Regions from separate parts of the Drosophila melanogaster genome. Here region 1 is linked to region 2. Evidence: chromatin contacts called from public Hi-C data. All regions are on one chromosome and are shown on one strand. The core of a region is the stretch at or near the end of the contact, and the rest is flanking DNA. Distances in the headings are between cores, read along the strand shown.

Region 1 (4,333 bases), core at 148-2,647, 700 kb before region 2:
TTGATGGCGGAACCGGAAACGGAAGCTGTCACGCAAGCCTTTCACTCGCCGCTCAATTTTTCATCCCGCAGTGTCAGTTGTATGAGTCACGAGTCATGTGTAACCGGAAAATTGCCTACTCTTGTGTGCTTCAAATGCTCGGAAAATGCTTTAAAATATTGCATATTTCTTAGCTTGCGAGTTTTTGATTCTACAGAGTAAAAAAAAAATACCTAAATGTTTGTGTAAATCAATGAAATTAATAGCTTAACTTGTTTTCTTCATATTTCTCGGTTAAAAAGTTATGGAAATATGATATTTTGTAGTTTGATAGAAAATTTTTAATGAAATTTCTATGACTTTCCACATCTCGTTTACTTTTCATGGAAATACACTTCTATTCACCCCAATTGATGACTTTATTTTCTGATTGTGTGGGCTAGTTCCCTATTGAATTCAATTATTTTCAAGCGTTTACTGCTGCTTGCGATCAATTAGTTTAATAATCAATTTAGGTGTGCTGTTAATGCTTAGCTAAATGTAAAGAGTGAGTCAGCTAAACGATTTAAACAAATTTTCTGCCACGTTTATTTGTTGGCGAAAAAGCGCGTTGATTTGCGCTATTCATGTGACGATGTTTAGAGTAAATTGAGTTGTATTTTAAATTATTTCTGTTAACATTTGTAAACGAATAAAGTTTTTTTCCATTGCAAGAAGTTGAAATTTAACCCTCTTTGGATGTAAGCTTTTCAATATATTTAGTCTTAATAAGTCTAGCTCAAAAATAAGTACTATAATTTAATAATTATATACATTTTACATAGCCTCGGCCCATTACCTTAATTTTAATGATACAAAGATGTTACTATGTAAGTCGGAAGCTTATTAAAAACCGAAAATCATCAAATCAACTAGATGCACAATGTTAAGATCATGTTTTTATTAAGATTATATTTTAGATAGATACTCTTGAGGTGGCATTGGTTTCTTGAGATGGAAAATACATCTATCTATCTATGTATCTATAAGAACTTAAATATCTGGCGGCCTGCTTGCGATCTGCGATCAACCGATTGAGTTGAGCTTTGACCCATGGAAAGAGGAGCGCGGTGGGCTATCTACCCATGATATCCAGTTTAGGGGTTGCCCTGCCAATGACGTCATAGTTGCTGCGTCAACGAAAAAGAAGATCAATGGTCATTTAAGATCGGTTCGGTTCAGTTCGGTTCGGTTGCGGTGCGCTTCGTCACTCATCGTTCATCGCATCGTATGGTATCGTATGGTATCGTATGGTATCGTATCGCATCGCATCGCTTCGGTTCGGTTTCAGTTCCGTGCTCAAGTTCTCCAGCTGGGGGGTTGGACTTGGACTTGGAGCTTGGGGCTTGGTTAAAAAGCCGCCGCTCGCCGGCAAATCAGTTCTGCTGCGATCGCGCCACTGCGCACTACGTAACGCTTCGGGAATCGCACATCCAGATCCAGATTCAGATCCACATCCAGATATCTGTGACATTTTGTCGAGTGAGTTGCGTTCTCAAAGATACAAGATACATCCGTGCGCGTATGTGTGTGTTTGCATGAATTTCGGCTCTTTTAATACCCTTTTTTTTTCGCGTGCACTAAGTGTTCCTATGTGTGTGTGTGTGGAGTTGCTTTTCAGTTGGGGCCGCAACTGCAACAATAAAATGCAATTAAGCCGCTCAAATCAACAATAAATTGAATTAAAGCGCGTGAACAGCGCTTAACAACTTCAACAGCGGCGATTCGAGCGAAATGTGGGTGAGAGTTTAAGGCTCCATCGGTTTTGACTTTCTGATTGTACAAATATGTATATATATATACTATAGCATACATACCTTCGACTAATTAATGCAAAACGCTGGCCGGCAGCTTTTGCATAATATTCTCTGAATAACTTTAATGCAATTAATCCCGCTGTGATCTTTCGTGTTTTCACTATTTCGCGCGGTTTATTCAATTTGAATTTCAATTTATTTTCGGTTTTTCTGTTTCATTTTGTTTATACATATATATATTTGTTCGGTCTAGTCTGCTCATCGGGCGATTTAATTAACATTTTCCGTGCTGCTGTGCTGTTGTTGTTGCTGGTAAATATGAAATTAAAGTGCAATTAACTATTATATATACATATATATATATATACATATATATATGTATATCTATGGTTTTGCTGAACTTGCGGACAAAAGGGATTTCCGTTTTTGAAAGTGCGACTCCGCTCGATTATTCTCCGTCCGTCGAATGTGTTTGCATCTTAATGAGGATAAATTTGTTATGGCCACTTCCCGTTCGCTATTGTTGTTGTTGTTGTTGTTGTTGTTGTTGTTTTTGCTGTGGTCGGTCGAAGGGGGCGTGACTTATTGGCCATGCATTACGCCATGTTAATTGAAACTTGTCGCTTGGCTAGCTGATTATGCAGACGCCATATTAATTGGACCATGGACCATGAGAGCATGGACCATCCATGTCCTCTAATCGAAATCCCGGCGACATTTGGATGAGTTGGGCGGTGGAAGCTGGCCAAACCAGTTACGGAGATCATTGGGATTTTGGCTTATCGATCCGGACTTAGATTGTGTGTGTGTGTGTTTGTGTTTACCCTGTTTATCTCGCCGGCAATGTGCGTTGAACCTTTGAGCTGCATCTGAAATAAGTAGAATGCAATGTAGTTAAGCTTTTTCTTGGGGTATATTCACTTGCCTACTTATTTTTATTAATTATTTTCCAAATATATCAAATATATATCAAATATATCAAATATATTATATACATCAAATTTTCAAATATGCAAATATCATTTAATGCTATTGGTACAGCTATTAATCAACTATACATGTAAATTGTTTATGCTTGTTACACTAAATTGAGTAATAATCCGGAAAACTCATGATAATTGACGGTTTGACAAAAATGATAGTAATATAGCATTTTGCAAGGGCAGAACTGCCACTTTGTAAATACAGTGATTGGAGTATCTATTAATTAGACAAAACTTGGCTTGCTGATATACTGCAAATATTTGTAAATTACTAGGTTCGGGCCTTTTAGCAGCTTTTTTTATGCCTTTAAATTGCAACTGCAATGAATTGAAGTACAAGAAATAAGTCATTCTGTTTAATGGAAAGTTAACGAGACTCATTTCTCAAATTCGCTAAATAAATTATATAAAAATGTATTCATATATTTTAACATTATATGACATAATGTTGAGTAAAGGGTATCCGTAAAATATCACTTGCATTTAATTTTTTGTAACTGCCTCGTTTGCTGCTTCTCGAATTTGCATAAAATGGAAATTAGTTTGTGTACTTAAAATTTCCAATTGAATTGGTTTTTTGACTCTGCTATTTGAAATCTGATTTTTATTTGTGCGTTGTTCAAATTCACCCCTCTCTTTCTATTTCTCTTTTGATTTACACTGCGGTGGTCACTGTGTTGTGTGTTTCAGTTTCGTTTTCAGTCAAATGCGGCACTAAAATGTTAATTCAGCCAAAGCAAACAACGATTATCGAGTGAAATAGGAATCGAACGCCACAAATCGCGAACTCGGGGTGAAGATCGAGTGCCTCGATGACTATGTTTTGGCAACAAAATGTAGACCACCAGTCGGATGAGCAGGACAAACAGGCGAAGGGTGCGGCGCCCACAAAGAGATTGAACATCAGCTTCAATGTGAAGATCGCGGTGAATGTGAATACCAAGATGACCACCACCCACATCAATCAGCAGGCACCTGGCACCTCCTCCTCCTCGTCGAACTCCCAGAATGCCTCACCCAGCAAGATTGTGGTCCGCCAGCAGAGCAGCTCCTTCGATCTACGTCAGCAATTGGCTCGCTTAGGCCGCCAATTGGCCAGTGGCCAGGATGGCCATGGCGGCATATCCACCATACTGATCATCAATCTTCTCCTGCTCATTCTACTCTCGATCTGCTGCGATGTCTGCCGATCGCACAACTATACGGTGCACCAGAGTCCCGAACCCGTCTCCAAAGACCAAATGCGCCTGCTGCGTCCCAAGCTGGACAGCGATGTGGTCGAGAAGGTGGCCATCTGGCACAAGCACGCCGCCGCAGCTCCGCCAAGCATTGTCGAGGGCATCGCCATCAGCAGCAGGCCACAGTCAACGATGGCCCATCATCCAGATGATCGAGATCGGGATCGTGATCCTTCGGAGGAACAGCATGGCGTCGACGAGCGAATGGTCCTGGAACGCGTGACCAGGGATTGTGTGCAGCGCTGCATTGTTGAGGTGAGTTCTAGATTTCTAACATTACCTAAGTTTTATATTGTATTTACATACATTGTGATAATGCACATTTCGTGATGGTGTC
Region 2 (4,194 bases), core at 261-2,760:
CTAGAAGAGGTTGCAAAAATGTAAACTATTTAGCGCTTTTACGCTTTGCAGGAAGGTTGCATGATGACGACGATGACACAGCCCCCACCACCCATTCTAAGCCACATACAGTGGATATCGGCTATAGCGGTCGATACCCAGTAAAAATTATATTGATATTGATCGCTGGATAAAAATATCTTCTTGGGGGCTAGGAAATATAGGATATATCGGTCGTAGATTTCTCAACCGTCTTTAGCGATAGTTGCGTGACACGAACAGCGATCCCACTCCAACGGGCAGTGGGGTTACTTGCGACAAAGCTCCTTATCGAGTAACTCATGTGATTCCGTTCCATTCCTTCGTCGGCGATTTCATAGCTACACATTCTGTTTGAATCACGCCCGTGTTTATCAGCTCGATGACGTCATTGCCAATATAGGCGAAACAAGAAAAAACACAGCTAATAAACCAAAAATCATTTGGGAGACATTAGCGCAGGACAGAGATGGCGTGCTTAACAGCGCGATCACTGTTAGTATTATGTAAACGCTAATGAGCGTAGCGTAGATGCTGTCGCTGTTGTTGTTGTTGTTTTTATGGTTTTTGCTGTTTTTCAAGAGGAGCAATGAAAATCAATTAAAACTAATTGATTCAAGAGTCAAATTCAAACGGTTGCAGCGGCAGCAGCGGTGGCGGCGGCGGCGGTAGAGAGAGGGGCTGTCGCAACAACAAAAAGAAAACCTACTACCATTTAAGCGAACAATGTGCAATAATTAGAAAATGCAATCGCACACACACACACACGCAGATAAACTGTGTAATAAATTAAAATGGGGACAGTGGCGTGGGAGGGGCGTAGAGGGTTTGGGGGGGAGGTTTTGGGAAAGTAGGATTGAAAGAGGGGGAAATTTCGCATCTACTTACTCTCCAGCAGCCGCTGTATCAAGCTGTCCACATTCAGATCGAAGTCGCCCATTTTTCAGCAGCTAAATTGTTCTTCTATTGGCCGCGTTTTGTTGTTGTGGCCAGCTGTTCCAGAATTCCGATTGGAATTTTTGGCGCAACAACTACACGCACGCACACACAAGCACACACACACGCACAGCGACGCCCGTTAGCTTATAAACTTGTATTGTATGCTATTGTAAACAATAAACTTTGTTTAATTCAAATAGTCGTTATATTCTTTTCTCTTTTTTGGTCGTTTTCTTACTTGCCGCAAAAGGCAATTTCACTTTATGCTCTCTTTTTTTCTTATTGAGATTTTGTACGGTGGGCCGCTGATGTTCACTGATGTTGCACGAGGGGCAAGAACAGAAAAAAAAATATATAGACGCACGGCTGATCGACTTTCGGGATCGCAAATCGATCAAGGAATATATAAAATATATATATCTATATAGATGTGTTAGATCTCTGCAGGGGGAGAGGAGCTGAGAAATCGGCTTAACTGAGAATTTATAAACCAGCGTAATCTTTTCTCCGCCAATAACAAAACTCGTCGGACAGCTAGCTGAGTATGACCGTTTGCCGGAAGGCTGAAAAAGTTTTTGGTGGCGGCGGCTTTACAGTTCGACTTTATCGATAGTCCGATGGGCAACGAAGCCAGCCAGTGCTCAGCAACGCGGGAGTTAACTGTCAAAGTCCTTTTTCGCACTTCAACGCTCGTGCCTTCAAACTTCTTACTGTGAACTCAAATCTCGACCGAACAAGTTGTGTGCTCCCTATGATTTCGTTATTAACTGATATTAACTACACACACATTTCTCTAATCCTTGCACACACATAGCTAAATCGAAATGGCTCTTTCGACCATCTGTCCGTTCCTCGTCGCCAACAAGAAAAACTCGAAGCACGCGGCTTTGCTATTTTTGATCTCAAGTGGATTGATGATTTTTAATATGGGCGACTTTATCGACGACTTGATGATCATACGGCTAGATTAAGATCAATTGTTCGAAATTGAAGTCAAAATAGTCATTGCCGGGAACGAAACCTTTATTTTTATTTGTTTTTGAAAGATGCAGATAAGCCTAAGAACTTGCGGAAGAAGTAACCATCTAATTGCAATCGTATCGAATTACTATTACTAAGCTGAGTTCACATGTTCCACATCATTTACAACTTTGAGTAATTATACCCTGACTAGTAATTTTATGTATAAAAAAATGTCAAGTGCAGGCTGCAATTTAAAATTCGCGCTGAAATAAGAGTAATTTTCCGGAAAAACTATTTACATATAATACATATAAATGCTTCGATATATATAGTACATAAAACCTATCGAGTGCCTCGGCATCCAGGCAAACAGCTGTTTCTGCCTCGATAGACCCCGGCAAAATGCATCTAATATCGATAGGCGATAGGTCGCGCACTTAAGAAATTGAATTTACCTAAAGTAAACACCAAACGAATCATAAAGCTGGGCCGCGCAATGAACGGAATGAACTATTTTCCGAACTATTACTCCATCGAGGACATATTCGTGACCCAGGAGAAGGTGGAATGTCGGGTGAACACCAAGCTGCAGCGGATGGGTAAGTGATTGGCTTGGACGGACACGCACATTCTGGCCAGTAATCCGACAATATTGAGTTGCTTGCAGGATTCCTGGACTCCGGCGCGGAATCGGATGACCTGGAGCCCGGCAGGACGGTCAATCTGCCGTTGTGGTACATCAAGGAGCTGAAGGTAAACAATGCCTACTTCACCGTCGCCGTGCCAGATATCTATCGCAATGTGCATAAGGCCGTCTGCGAGGCGGAGACCACGCACATCGAGCTGGGACGCCTGCACCCGTACTTCTACGAGTTCGGTCGCTATCTGACGCCCTACGATCGCAACCATGTCATCGGCCGCATCATCTTCGAAACGCTGCGCCAGAGGGTACGTCATCTCCTGGACATCTCGAAGAGCGACGGACAGGCAGCCAAGGCGGAGCATCGACTGGATAACATCGAGGCCAAGCTGCACGAGGCTGGAGTGCGCACCAACAGTCAGGTGGGTGGCTGTACTACCAGTCAAGTGGGCACGGAGTGTTATATTAATCACATAATTTCAGTACATCGAATGGCTGCAGATGACGGGCAACAAGATTCGCACCTCGGAGCTGGTCGAGGAGCACCAAAAGAAGCGGCGACGTGCGGATCGCAGCGATGACGAGGGCGATGCTCTGCCCAACAGCAAGCGGGCCACCTTGTAACAAGCAGAGTAAAACAACAAAAACAGACCACTGATGTACTGTGGAACTGTAGCAACTTTATTTCGTCCATTCGTTCGGTGGCCATAGGGCAGCCTGACCTCTCAAAAATACACTTTTCATCTACTCTATGCACACGGCTAAATCCATTTGTACAGTTCAAAATACATGGGTTTCGCATACATCTACGCATAACTAAGCATCCAATCCGGGACCGGTCTTAAACAAAACACATAGGAGCTGCCGTTCTGCGTTTTTCATTGACTTGGCAATAAGCCAAAGCGATGTTGCGCCACATTGTTACATATAAATAGTTAACTACATATATAATTATATTCTTGTAAGCTCAATTAAAATTTGATTTTGTGCTAGTTTCACATACAGTTCACAAATAAACATATACACCAATGTCCAGCGTACATAGGTAGTTCGTTTAAAAGCAACCAATATAGGACTTCTATTTCAGGGACCGTAATGCTTATAAGTCTGGATTGTGCTATTTGTTTATTTTGGAAGAGTTTTCAATGGTATAATGTAATGAACTAAGCAAGTTAGGCTAAAGCGCACAAAGTAGGCCAATATACATATATATTATACTCGTAGGTGGAAAATGTAACAAATGTGTTTTTTTTTTCATTTCTTTGATAACCTAATAAAGATAATCTAGTAAAACAAATCAATATCAAATTGTCTGAACATCAGAAGCTTCGCAAAATGAGCATATCGAAATATATCAAACAAGTTTACAGCATTTGAATTTAAACGATAAGATAAAGAAGATACTAATGTAGCACAATTAAAATTCTGATTACTAATATTCTTGTGTCTTGTAAAATATCGTGATATGCAATTCAGAAAATATATATACATCGTTTTCCACTTGACCATATTCTCTACATAGATGGCCGAAAAATGATCTACGGTCCCCGGTTATCTGGTATCTATATATATATCCTTGGTGACTTTCACAATATTAATATATATATATATATGTATATGTATATTAATATATG

What was found. A called contact is a pair of places that touch in the nucleus more often than the background predicts.
Region 1: a Hi-C map of the Kc167 cell line shows a contact between it and region 2, with 1.7 times the contacts expected there. The contact joins the promoter of sev here to the promoter of flw in region 2.

Annotation. Positions count from the first base shown.
Region 1 is chrX:11,083,363-11,087,695 of dm6, reverse strand. sev (sevenless) reads left to right here and starts at 1,397. Exons shown (of 12, transcript NM_078559.3): 1 at 1,397-1,500; 2 at 3,449-4,251. The coding sequence starts at 3,571.
Region 2 is chrX:10,383,276-10,387,469 of dm6, reverse strand. It overlaps flw (flapwing), which reads right to left and starts at 1,510. Exons shown (of 5, transcript NM_001272478.1): 1 at 907-1,510. The coding sequence starts at 958. Psf3 (Partner of Sld Five 3) reads left to right here and starts at 1,609. Exons shown (of 3, transcript NM_001298154.1): 1 at 1,609-2,519; 2 at 2,588-2,982; 3 at 3,044-4,117. The coding sequence starts at 2,417. The coding sequence ends at 3,184. It overlaps CG17841, which reads right to left. Exons shown (of 4, transcript NM_132394.4): 4 at 3,287-4,194.